3 separate regions of the Pan troglodytes genome follow, and all the other regions are linked to region 2. Evidence: chromatin contacts called from public Hi-C data. All regions are on one chromosome and are shown on one strand. The core of a region is the stretch at or near the end of the contact, and the rest is flanking DNA. Distances in the headings are between cores, read along the strand shown. Region 1 overlaps OTOGL (otogelin like). Region 2 holds the start of PPP1R12A (protein phosphatase 1 regulatory subunit 12A). Region 3 has its middle 130 kb from the start of MIR1252.

Evidence for each region. Hi-C and Micro-C count contacts between places; a contact is called where the count stands out from the background.
Region 1: a Hi-C map of stem cell-derived neural progenitor cells shows a contact between it and region 2, with 3 times the contacts expected there. The contact joins the enhancer-like site here to the promoter of PPP1R12A in region 2. A contact is called at or near these places in 1 of 7 Hi-C or Micro-C datasets (stem cell-derived neural progenitor cells) and 1 of 1 datasets of contacts at active chromatin or transcription factors (stem cell-derived excitatory neurons).
Region 3: a contact with region 2 is called in a Hi-C map of stem cell-derived neural progenitor cells, with 3 times the contacts expected there. The contact joins the enhancer-like site here to the promoter of PPP1R12A in region 2. A contact is called at or near these places in 1 of 7 Hi-C or Micro-C datasets (stem cell-derived neural progenitor cells) and 1 of 1 datasets of contacts at active chromatin or transcription factors (stem cell-derived excitatory neurons).

The regions. Positions count from the first base shown.
Region 1 is chr10:87,053,910-87,057,672 of NHGRI_mPanTro3-v2.0_pri, forward strand. It overlaps OTOGL (otogelin like), which reads left to right. Exons shown (of 58, transcript XR_010148372.1): 19 at 1,222-1,346. Among named protein-coding and RNA genes, the nearest start is that of OTOGL, 75 kb to the left of the region's middle. Within about 2 kb of position 1,827, at least 1 of the 24 cell types and tissues checked has an H3K27ac peak or open chromatin away from gene starts, as enhancers often do. A contact at or near this core is called in stem cell-derived neural progenitor cells, where this site is marked.
Region 2 is chr10:86,729,526-86,733,354 of NHGRI_mPanTro3-v2.0_pri, forward strand. PPP1R12A (protein phosphatase 1 regulatory subunit 12A) reads right to left here and starts at 1,429. Exons shown (of 25, transcript XM_001163581.6): 1 at 872-1,429. The coding sequence starts at 1,108.
Region 3 is chr10:86,341,960-86,345,259 of NHGRI_mPanTro3-v2.0_pri, forward strand. No RefSeq gene overlaps it. Among named protein-coding and RNA genes, the nearest start is that of MIR1252, 130 kb to the left of the region's middle. Within about 2 kb of position 1,897, at least 4 of the 24 cell types and tissues checked have an H3K27ac peak or open chromatin away from gene starts, as enhancers often do. A contact at or near this core is called in stem cell-derived neural progenitor cells, where this site is marked.

The DNA.
Region 1 (3,763 bases), core at 577-3,076, 320 kb after region 2:
TGTTTTAAGGTAAACTAAATGAAATAAGAGAGCCAAGCTCTAAGTCAGTTCCACCTGGAAACCTTGACCTGTCACCCTGACCTATTTTATTGTCCTTCAGAGGAGTGAAGAGAGCAGGAAGGGGGAAAGAATGAGAAGAAATGAACTAGCACAAACCATGCAATTACTTTGAGTCTCAGTGTTCTTAAATAAGCAAAATGAGATTTTGTACTAGGGTGTTTGTTGCAGTTCTTTACAGTTATGGGCTAGTTTGATTTTGAGGAATAGGAAAAGGAGAGAAGGACGAAAGGGTGGGGACAAGGAAATGGCTTGCATTGCTCCCTTTTTTTGTCCTCTCTCGGTCACTCTGCTGAGCAGCTCCAGTGAAAATAGTTAATCTATAAGGACACTAGAGAAAGCTGAGATAATGCCTACTCTTCTACTTAGCCATATTGGAGGAGTTAACACAGTCAGGATTGTGGTGTGGTCAAAAACTTCCTGCAGGAGATCTAGTTCAACCTGATTCCTAAGAAGTTTTGATAGTGTCTGGCACATTGTCCAATAGGGGTTGTCACTTAATAAATGTTGGTTGATGAATGAATACATCTGAATGGCTGCTGGGGGTGGAATTGTGTGTTTGTTTCCTAAACACTGTTGTAGTTTTAAGATAGATGTTTTTCATTTGGTTTGCCCACTTCATAATGGAATCTTGATATTTCGGATCTCATAATGGAAATTGAAATATTGAACTGGATGTATAGACTATTTATATTTTGAGATATTTGTCTTTACTTTGAAAAAAATCATGTGAAATGCCCATACTAACTTCCCCACATGCACCCTCAACCACACACATGCTAAAGTTTTGGTTGTGTGAGTGTATGTGGTTAAGTCAGGGAGAACTGTGAATTGTGACTTTGATACTTAGCAGCTTAGTGTAATTTAATATTTCTCGGAGATTCTGCTTTGCTTTCTCTGTAAAATGGGGATAAAAGATGTTTTTCTTATAAGTTTGAGATGAAGATTAAATAAAATCATGTATGTCTACAATTTGGCACATTGCAAAATGTCAATAATATGGAGCTTAATATCGTTGTACTTTTTTTTAAACTGGTAGAAAATTTCAAGCTGTAAGATTTCCTTGTACATTATGAAAAATAGTATTCTCTTATTTAAATATCTGAAAGTTATGAACAAATGAATGAGAGATACATGAAGATGAGCATTGTCTTTGCTTTCTAGTTCTCCATCAGGCATGATAGAAGGTACACCACAACTTCACGCAAATGCGTGGAGAGTTTCTTCTACCTGTTTTGCACCTGTTCATGTCCCAATGGTGGACCCCTGTAACATCAATCAACAAAACAGTAAGTTTTGCATGTAAACTTCCTTTCTGCTGTAAACTTAGGGAAAAGTTCTATGTATTACTATAATTTTATAAAATTAGATAGTGAGTTTAAATTCTAATTTTCTCCATTATGGTAAAATCAATGCCATTCCTTGTGTATTTTTTTTGCTTAATATTATGCCTTTACATATGTCTTTTCATGTAATCTAGGTTGTTTTTTAAAAACCTGACAGTGGCTTTTATTTCCTATTTTTATTTCATAAATTTTCTTATTTTAGATGTTTAGAAATCCCTTGTTTGCAGATGTGGACTAGCATTTGGGAGTTTTCAGAGTCTTTAAATACTAAAGAAAAGCCTCTAGGAATCCTCTGAGAATGCTGTGATTGTCCAGGGATGTTTGATGTCAGTTATTACCATCTCATTACTCATTGCTCATGAGCCCTACTCATAGCATATATTATGGCTTTATAAGCAGGAAGCCAGTGATCCAAAGAGGCTTTGTGCCATTGAGTGGGCAACAATTTGAGATGGTCATGCTCCAGAGTTCCAATTTGCAATGACAGGACAACTCACATGCTAAGAATTTTTGGCTGCATTTTTTAAAACTAAAGCCCCAGCAAACCATGTTAAAGTCTAGTTCACTTTGCAATAAAAAAGATATACATGTATATATTCAGATAGAAGATACACATGTATATATTCAGATAGAAGATATATACAAGACATACACATGTATATATATAATTGTGAAAAAATTAATGTACATGCTTAAATATTCTTATAAGTTTATTTTTTCCTTTAATCATCTTGGCTAGTTCACTATTTGGATGTAGTTTTTAAAAATACATTACTCATATTGGTTGAGCATTCATAAGAAGCCAGCACAGTTTACGGATCATGTGGTGGTTGTTGGGAGGATTCTGTTGATTGCCATATTGTTTTTATTATTAATATAGGATTCTGGTATGCTGGAAAGAGCACAAGATACTTTTGCTCTTTGTGCTTTCTGTCTTTTTTAAATCTAAGCCAGCTTTTAAACTTGAAAACGTTTCTTAACCTCTTTGATCATTTTTCTTATCTATAATAACACGGCTAGACTAGAGTTTTTTAGTTTCATGAATGACTACTTTTAATCTCACTCCCATTTAACAATACCTTCCTCCATTCTGTCCCCAACTTTCAACTAATCTACTCCTCCTCCTTCAACTACTCTTGTTTGGTTTGTTTCTTTCTTGGTTTCCTCCTGGATATTGTAGCAACTTTACTTTTTATTTTTTAATAACATGTTAAAGTTGAAGTAGAGTTCAATTGATAAATTCAGTTTCCCTGTGGTCATTTCTTTAGTTACCTCCTTTATTATATGCTATTTTGCTCTATTTTCTATCACTTTTCTTCCCATATCCCATGTCTTTTAAATATACACATATACGAAATTGAAATATTAAACTGGATATATAGACTATTTATATTTTGAGATATTTGCCTTGTCTTTGAAAATAAGCCTGTGAACTACCCACATTAACTTCCCCACATGCACCCTAAACCACACACATGCTATGTACGTGCATACATATATTTGATATTAACTTTTTTTTAGCTTTGCCATGAACTGTGATTTTTTTTTAAAAAAATTCAAATAGGTAAATTCAGGAAGATCCCCAAAGAAAGGAAAATAAGTAGACAAAAGTCAATAACTCTGATCTAGATTCTAAAGGATTTTTTTTCATGAGGATCTTCTTTAGTTATCCTTAACTTAATGTCAGTGGGAATATACTTTGATCTACAAATTGTTAGCCTCTTTGGTGTATTACTTTGCTCTTTCAGGATCCTTGGCATTAAGAATATATATGTAAACAGTATACTGCTATAGTTTAAGTCATTTGTTTTTATATACATATACATTCTGAATGCAAAAATATCATACTTGAGCAATTATCATGTTTTCTTACCAATAATAAATATATGTAATATACTCAACAAAATAAGTTCAGTATAATTCCTTAGTAGTGAAAAAACTGATCTCCAACAGCTTATCTGGTCTGTAAAAGACAATGACAATGAAAATATTGATTAATTTTATCTGTTAGGAAACCAAGGAAAACTAGGTCCACGATATCAAGAAACCACAAACCTACCCTCTTTCAGAAAGATGGAATCTGAAATGTTTTGTCAAACTTGGTTGCTTCTATAAAGAATTATATCTGATCAGTCATTCTCAAGGGAAAAATCAACAGATTTCAGGAAATGATTACACAGATGTCCTCCCCTCCCCAGGTGATTTTATAGTTACATCTCATGGCCTTCAGCATATACCCTAATCCCCAATTTCTACTCATTATTCACTTATTCATGCATTTATAGATTTATTTATCAAACATTATTGCGCTCCTAATATCTGCCAGACATTGTACACTGTGCATTGTGCAGACATTAAGT
Region 2 (3,829 bases), core at 179-2,678:
AAAGTTTGTGACCAGCTTTCTTTTTTCCCACCCCCAAAAGAAAAACCAGAGCTTGGTAACCGGCTTTGAAAAGAGTGTCCCCTATTTATTCTTCTCTTTCTAACACCAGTGCACACCCCAGGACCTGGGGCTCAAGGATCTCTGACACTGCGGCAAACTTCGGGTATCAGACTCAACACGTTCCGGTCCGGAGGTGGGCAAGCCCTTTAGAGGGCTTCTTTACTCTACCCACTTCCATCCCCTTCCTTTCAGCCGGTGCAGATCAGCTAATTACACCCTGTTTTCCCCTCCCCAGTGACCAAGAGTAATAAATGAGAAAACAGGAAATCGTTCGTTCAGGGCACTCAGCTTAGGGCTCTAGATTACTATTATTATCATCATTTATAATCAAGTCCTAAAAAGTGCAACAAATCCAATGCCCACCTACAAGTCAAAGATGTTCATCTGCCTAACCGTCCCTAATGCCCCTTGTTAGTTTTCTTCCTTCAGCATCCACCCCTCCGAATATACCACTGACACCGGGGCCCAGGCACAACCCCACTACACCCCTCCTTGTCTCGACCCCAAATCCCAGACTTATCCACGAATGGCCCTGGGGCCCCAAGACGACCACAGTTCCTTTTCCCCTATGCCCCGGAAATCACCCGGTTCCCAACTCCACCAGCAACTGTTCTGAAGGGGGGCCTCAAGCCCAGCGCCCTCCCTTCCACCAGCTCTCCCTCCCGCCCTTTGGGGAAACCGCCCCCTCATCCCGCAGCAGGGAGTCTCCCGCCGCCCCCAGCCTCAAGAGGTGGAGAACTGAGGGCAGGCCCGAGCAGGAGGCCGACGAGAACCCTCACGGTCAGGAGAGCCGGCGGCGGGGCGCACAGACCTGGTGCAGGGCAGTGAGTCCGTCCACATTGGCGTAATTGATGTCGGCGCCGCGGTGCAGCAGCTTGAGGACCTCGTCCGTGTCGCCGCTGGAGCAAGCAGCCAGGAAGACGGCGCCATCGTCGAACTTCACCTTGGTCTTCTGGCGCTTCACCACCGGAGGCTCGAGGTCCGTCTCGGAGCCGATCCAGCGTTTCAGCTGCTCGTTCCGCTTCTGCTTCGCGTCCGCCATCTTCATCCCCTCTCCTGCCGCCGGGTCTTCTTATCGCGAGGGGGGGAAGGGGGAGGCGGAGAGGGAAGAGAGGGGAGGCAGGGGGTGTGTGAATGTTTCTATGAGTGCGGGCCAGAGGAGGGCTGGGAACCCGGAGCCGACGCTCGAGACTTCCAGTATCCCACAGAGCACTGGGGCGGCGCACCCGGCCGAGCGGACCTCCCTTCCTACCACAGAAGCCCTCCCGCCCCCAGCACGGCCACCCGTCACCGGCGGCCAATCTAACGTAACTTCGCGAGATCCGGACTGGGAGGCGCCCTTCGACCAGTGCGCATGCGCCCTGGGACTGCGCCCGCCCCAGGAAGAGCGCTCCCGCGAACTGCGGCGGGGGTGGCTGGGCCACCGGAGGGAAGAGGGTGTGGCCCAGGCAGCGGGGGCTGGGACGGACCTGGAAAGGAGGAAGCGGGGAAGGAAGGTTGTCCTGTCGGGCTGGGGGCTCCCGGGAATCCGGAGGCCAGCAGTGGAACCGCAAGGCTCTACAGGGCAGATCTGCCTCCCGGGCTGTCTCAGCTACGCCGAGTCGTTGGCTCAGGGCGGAGGATTTTCCCATTGGCTGCGTTATTTGAATGGAATGGGGGATAGGTCGTGAAGTAGGTGCTGCTGGTTGCTCTTTCTAAGGAACTCAGATGAACTTGGACATGTCAGAATTAATAACCTTTTAAAAGTGGGGTCTGTGTAGCCGAGGGTTTTAATGGTAAGTTCTTGAGGTGACCACCTATTGACAAGGGTTGACCTGCTGTAATTGCGGTGGCTTCCTGCCAACCCCCACTTTAGAAATGTTTTTCTTCCTCTCTTTACTTGTTTTGTTTTGCTTTCTCTCACGCTTGGGTTCTCGTCTTTCTTCCTTCAGTGCTTTAAGCCTGTCTCGTACTACCCATGAGCTTAGCTCAGCCTGATTACTGGTCCTTACCTTTTAAGGGATTTCTGGTTACAGTTCCATCTCTTTCCAAGGAGGGGTAAAGACCTAGCTGCGTCTAGCATTTAAACGGAACGTTAATGAAGGCAATTAATTCAACCACTATTTATTGAATACGTACTATGAGCCAGTAACTGTACTAGGCACTGAAGATACAATGAAAAATATGACATTTATTTGAACCACCTCTTGAGTTCACTCGCCCAAACAAGACTAATTTATCATCGTCATAAAAAAAAGACTTTAACTTTGCCTTGTATGACCACACGCGCACACACATAGGATTTGTAATACTGATGTCTTATGAGCCATCTATCAACAATCTCCACCAATTGATTTTACTGAACACTGCATTGTTACCATCCACTACTATTTTTAGAGCATTTAGAAAAGCCAAGATAAAAACCACAAAACCTTACCATGGAAGTTTAGGGGTCATCTAGACAGAGTCCCTCTAGAACTAATTAATTTACTTAATTTTACCCAGAAGTAGGATTAGAATTCACTCAGCAAATACTATGCACCTGTTCTGGGTCAGGCATTGTTCTAGGTGCTGGAGATAGAGCAGTGAACAAATAAGCTTTTCTTACTCTCAGCATGATGCCTTTTCCAGTGGACTACTTCACAGCCTATCATATTGAGAAATAAAATAATTGAGTAAAACATGATTAGGAAACTGTCTGCCTGTGAGACAATTTTCTGAACCACAATTATTAGGATAGCGATAGAATCCAGGTCAGGGTAAAAATATTTCCTCTGAAAACATTGTAGGAATAGAAAATGAATGTAATATTCATAAGATGTACCATTGTATCATTGTATGTTCATTACATACATTAAAGATAACATTAGACCTTTGAATACTCATGGTGTTAGGTATTGAAAAACATTGTTAGCACTAAAATACAAAATCCCTATCCACAGAATACAGCTCTCAGAATAAAAGAAAGGAACTTGAGGATTGCCTTGTCAGCTCCTGTCTCTACCTAGGCAAACTGACAGCATATACTGTTTTCCAAGAACGTTATGGCCTATGTGGTAGCTCTTAAAAGTGCCCATGCAGTATAGATGGGAATCTGAAGATTTCATTCAGGCAAAAGGAATTTAGTGGGAAGTATGCTATTCCTGATTCAAGCACTTATTTCAGGATGCAAAATTAATAATAGTTTATTAATAAAACATAATTAAGTTCATTCAGTTTCCAGAAGCTGTCAGGGAAAAAACAGCCAACCAAGGAGGGCTGTTATCATGTGCAAATTTCACTGAATTTAGTTTTTCTTCTTTTCGTGGCTCTAAGGGTCAAGACGCTCTATGTTAATATTGAAAGTACTCTGAAACTGCCACCTACTTTGTCTTTAGGGAGGATTTTTTTAATTGTTGTTAGTGAATTAATGGTACTGAAGACCTTGGGTTAATTCTAGAACAAGCAAAATTTTTTATTGACACACACAGTCCCAGCACAGTGGCTCACACCTGTAATCCTACCACTTTGAGAGGCTGAGGAGAACTCTGCCCAGGAGTTCGAGGCTGCAGTGAGCTATCTGCACTACAACCTGAGCGACAGAGCTAGACCCTATCTTTACCAAAAAAAAAAAAAAAAAAAAAAAAAGACACACACACACACACATGCTTTTATTACATATTTGTCTAAGCAGAACAAATGGAAAAAATGCAAATATTTTCACTTCCTAATGGCTTCTAAACAGATTGGGATGTGAGGATACATTTTAGCTCCTTTAAAGCAAATTAAGCCTTAAAATAGAAGTACAAAT
Region 3 (3,300 bases), core at 647-3,146, 390 kb before region 2:
GCCAGACATGCCTTAGAATAACAGGTAAATAAATAATTTAAAGCAGAGGCCTCACATTACCAGACTAAGTCCCAACCAACCAAATCATCTTCCTCATTTGAAATTCCTCTAAGTGTCACAAAGGTTGTTGTGTTTGTGATGTGGGTTTTGACTGTCCTCATGTTACCAGAAAGAGGTCCTGATCCAGACCCCAAAAGAGGGTTATTGGATCTTGCACAAAAAAGAATTTGAGGCAAATCCATAAAGTGAAAGCAAGTTTGCTAGGAAAGTAATGGCTTTTTACTAGGAAAGTAATACAGGAATGGCTACTCCATAGTCAGAGCTGCCCCACAGGTTGCTGGTTGCCCACTTTTCCAGTTATTTCTTGATGATACGCTAAACAAGAAGTGGATTATTCATGCCTCCCCTTTTTAGACCATATAGGGTAAACTGTGATGGCGCTGATGGGAGTGTAGCAGTGAGGACAACCTGAGGTCACTCTCATCGTCATCTTGGTTTTGGTTTGGTGGGTTTTAGTCGGCTTCTTTACTGCAACCTGTTTTTACCAGCAAGGCCTTTATGACCTGTATCTTGTGCCCACCTCTTATCTGATCCTGTGACTTAGAATTCCTAACTGTCTGGGAATGCAGCCCAGTAGGCCTCAGCCTTATTTTACCTAGCCCCCCTATTTAAGACGAAGTTGCTCTGAGTTGAATAAAAAGCATTCAAAAATAACCAAATAAAAAACTTTATGTGGATAGAGAATCAGAAAGACTGTGGTGACAGTTCTGAGTCAAACCTTCACAATTTTCCCCTCCTTCCTGTAATGAAATTAGACTCAGGAGAAGTTCCAGGATTTAACAAACCCAGGAATAATAGTCTACATTTCAACACTGAAAAGTTTTCTTACTCTGTTTACCAACTATGGGGACTATGACTAAAATATTATGAGAAATAACTCATGTCTCAAGACTCAGAGCCAAATTAATTTCACATATCTATAATTTGCTACACAAACAACCACTTTCCCAGAGGCCTCTGTTCCTATAGGTCAACAAACACGAGATGACTCCACGATGAGACTCCCAGGCTTCAGACAAGTCCATAGCCTTAGGTAATTATGATCTGAGGTGGTTTTGAAGCTCCTCTTACACACACAGACCCCCCAAACCCATCCCTCCCACCCCTGCACCCCGCCCCATCTCTGGGCCAAAACTTTCTTTCCAGTGGGACTGAAAAGTACTGCCTGAAATTGTCAGCATTCCTGTCATTCTCTAAAGGCTGAGGCAGCTCTTTAAACATTCTTTCAGGCACCTGAGGAATTGGGCCACCAGCTCTTCTGTGGGGAGCCAACAGGAAATTAAGTATAAAGGGCAGCAAAAGTATTTGGGGAGATGACAATGAGGCATAAAGGAAACAAAGAAGGGTGGGGGTGCAAGAAAAGAAGCCTGGTCTACCTACACACTTTGCCCTGCAGATGGTTCTACCTCTCAGCACGTGTGATGACTTACCTAGGAATGGAATGTGGACCAGGGAGGGGAAGCTGGTACAAAGCTGTGGAGGCTGGAAAGGAACCCAGGGCCCTATTACAAATCGTGAATAGTGACTTTTAGCTAGAATCACTTGCCAGAAGCTTGGGAAAAAAATGTTTTCACTGAGGGCCTAATTGGATGTCAGAAGCCTTCTACAGAAAGCCTGGCTCCTAGAGCTTCCTAGCTGCTGAGATGGGCTATCCTGGCAAGAATCCTCTCCCTCCTCCTTTCTTTCCCTCTTGCTCCCTTCCTCTTTCCCCTCCTTTTCTCTTTTCCGTACACAATCTGACAGTTTATTTGGGACAATTCTTTGGAGAACTGGGATACACCTGCAGTATATTCATTTTTAAGCCATGGACAAACCACTAGAGGGCAATGCCATCACTAATTGCTGAAACTTTCCTGCTTTCCTCTGGCTTCAGCATTCAGCAGGCCTATCCACACATCCTGTGACAGGATGTTTCTGAACTTTTCCTTCAATTCTCATTGTAAATAAACAACCTCAGGGTGAATACATCCAGATGCACATCATAGCGACATGCAGCATGAATTGCACAGGCCAAAGTTTCTGGTCTATCCGGAACAGTCTTGCCTAATATGCACCACAGTTCAGAAACCAGAGGTTAAACTTGCTTTTTTGTCCTGAATTTCTGCCTGAATTTTGGAGTTTCTCTCAAATGCTATCTCTAAGGGCAAAAGGAGCCCTTCAAAGAAATGAAAAGTTAAATAATCCAGCACAGCCCATTGGTACAGGATTTCTGTTTTGTTTCCATATTCAAGTTACAAATATTTGGTTTGCTTAAATGCAGGGTTGCCCAAATGGTCAAAAGCTATTAGTAGATTAGTCATGTATGCAAACATAGGGAGCAGGGGCACATGTTTCTCACTGCTTGAGAAACTATGTGTATAAACGGGGTCCCAGTAAATTTGGTCCTAGCCGGGGCGTACCAAAGAAAGCAAAGCTAGCAGGGGTAGTGGCTAATGTCTGTAATCCCAACACTTTGGGAAGTTAAGGCAGGAGGATCACTTGAGGCTGGGAGTTCAAGGTTTGCCTGGGCAACATAGCAAGACCCCATCTCTAAAAAAATAAAAATAGTCATGTACTATTATACAGGTGTGCACCTGTAGTCCCAGCTCCTCAGGAGGCTGGGGTGGGAGGATCCTTTGAGCCCAGGAGTTTGAGGCTGCAGTAGCTGTGATCACACCACTGCACTCTAGCCTGGGTGACAAAGCAAGACCCTGTCTGAAAAAAAAAAAGGGAAGAGAAAGAAAGAAGGAAAGAAAGAAAGAAAGAAAAAGAAAGAGAGATAGAGAAAAGAAAAGAAAAAAGAAAAGAAAAGAAGGCTGCTAGAAATCTTAAACTCGGCTGGGTGCAGTGGCTCATGCCTGTAATCCCAGCACTTTGGGAGGCCGAGACGGGTGGATCACCTGAGGTCAGGGGTTGGAGACCAGCCTGGCCAACATGGTGAAACTAGTCTCTACTAAAAATACAAAAATTAGCCACGCATGGTGGCGGGAGCCTGTAATCCCAGCTGAGGCAGGAGAGGAGGCTGAGGCAGGAGAATCGCTTGAACCCAGGAGGTGGAGGTTGCAGTGAGCTGAGATCGTGCCACTGCACTCCAGCCTGGGAGACAAAGTGAGACTCCTTCTCAAAAAAAAGAAAAAGAAAAAAAAAAAGAAATCTTAGAACTCCTTGAACTTTTTTGTGCAGAATCTCCCTTCCTATGAGTTCAACTAGTGTTCCTAGGCATACACTCTGCCTCCTGTATAGAGGCAGACTAGCATCAGA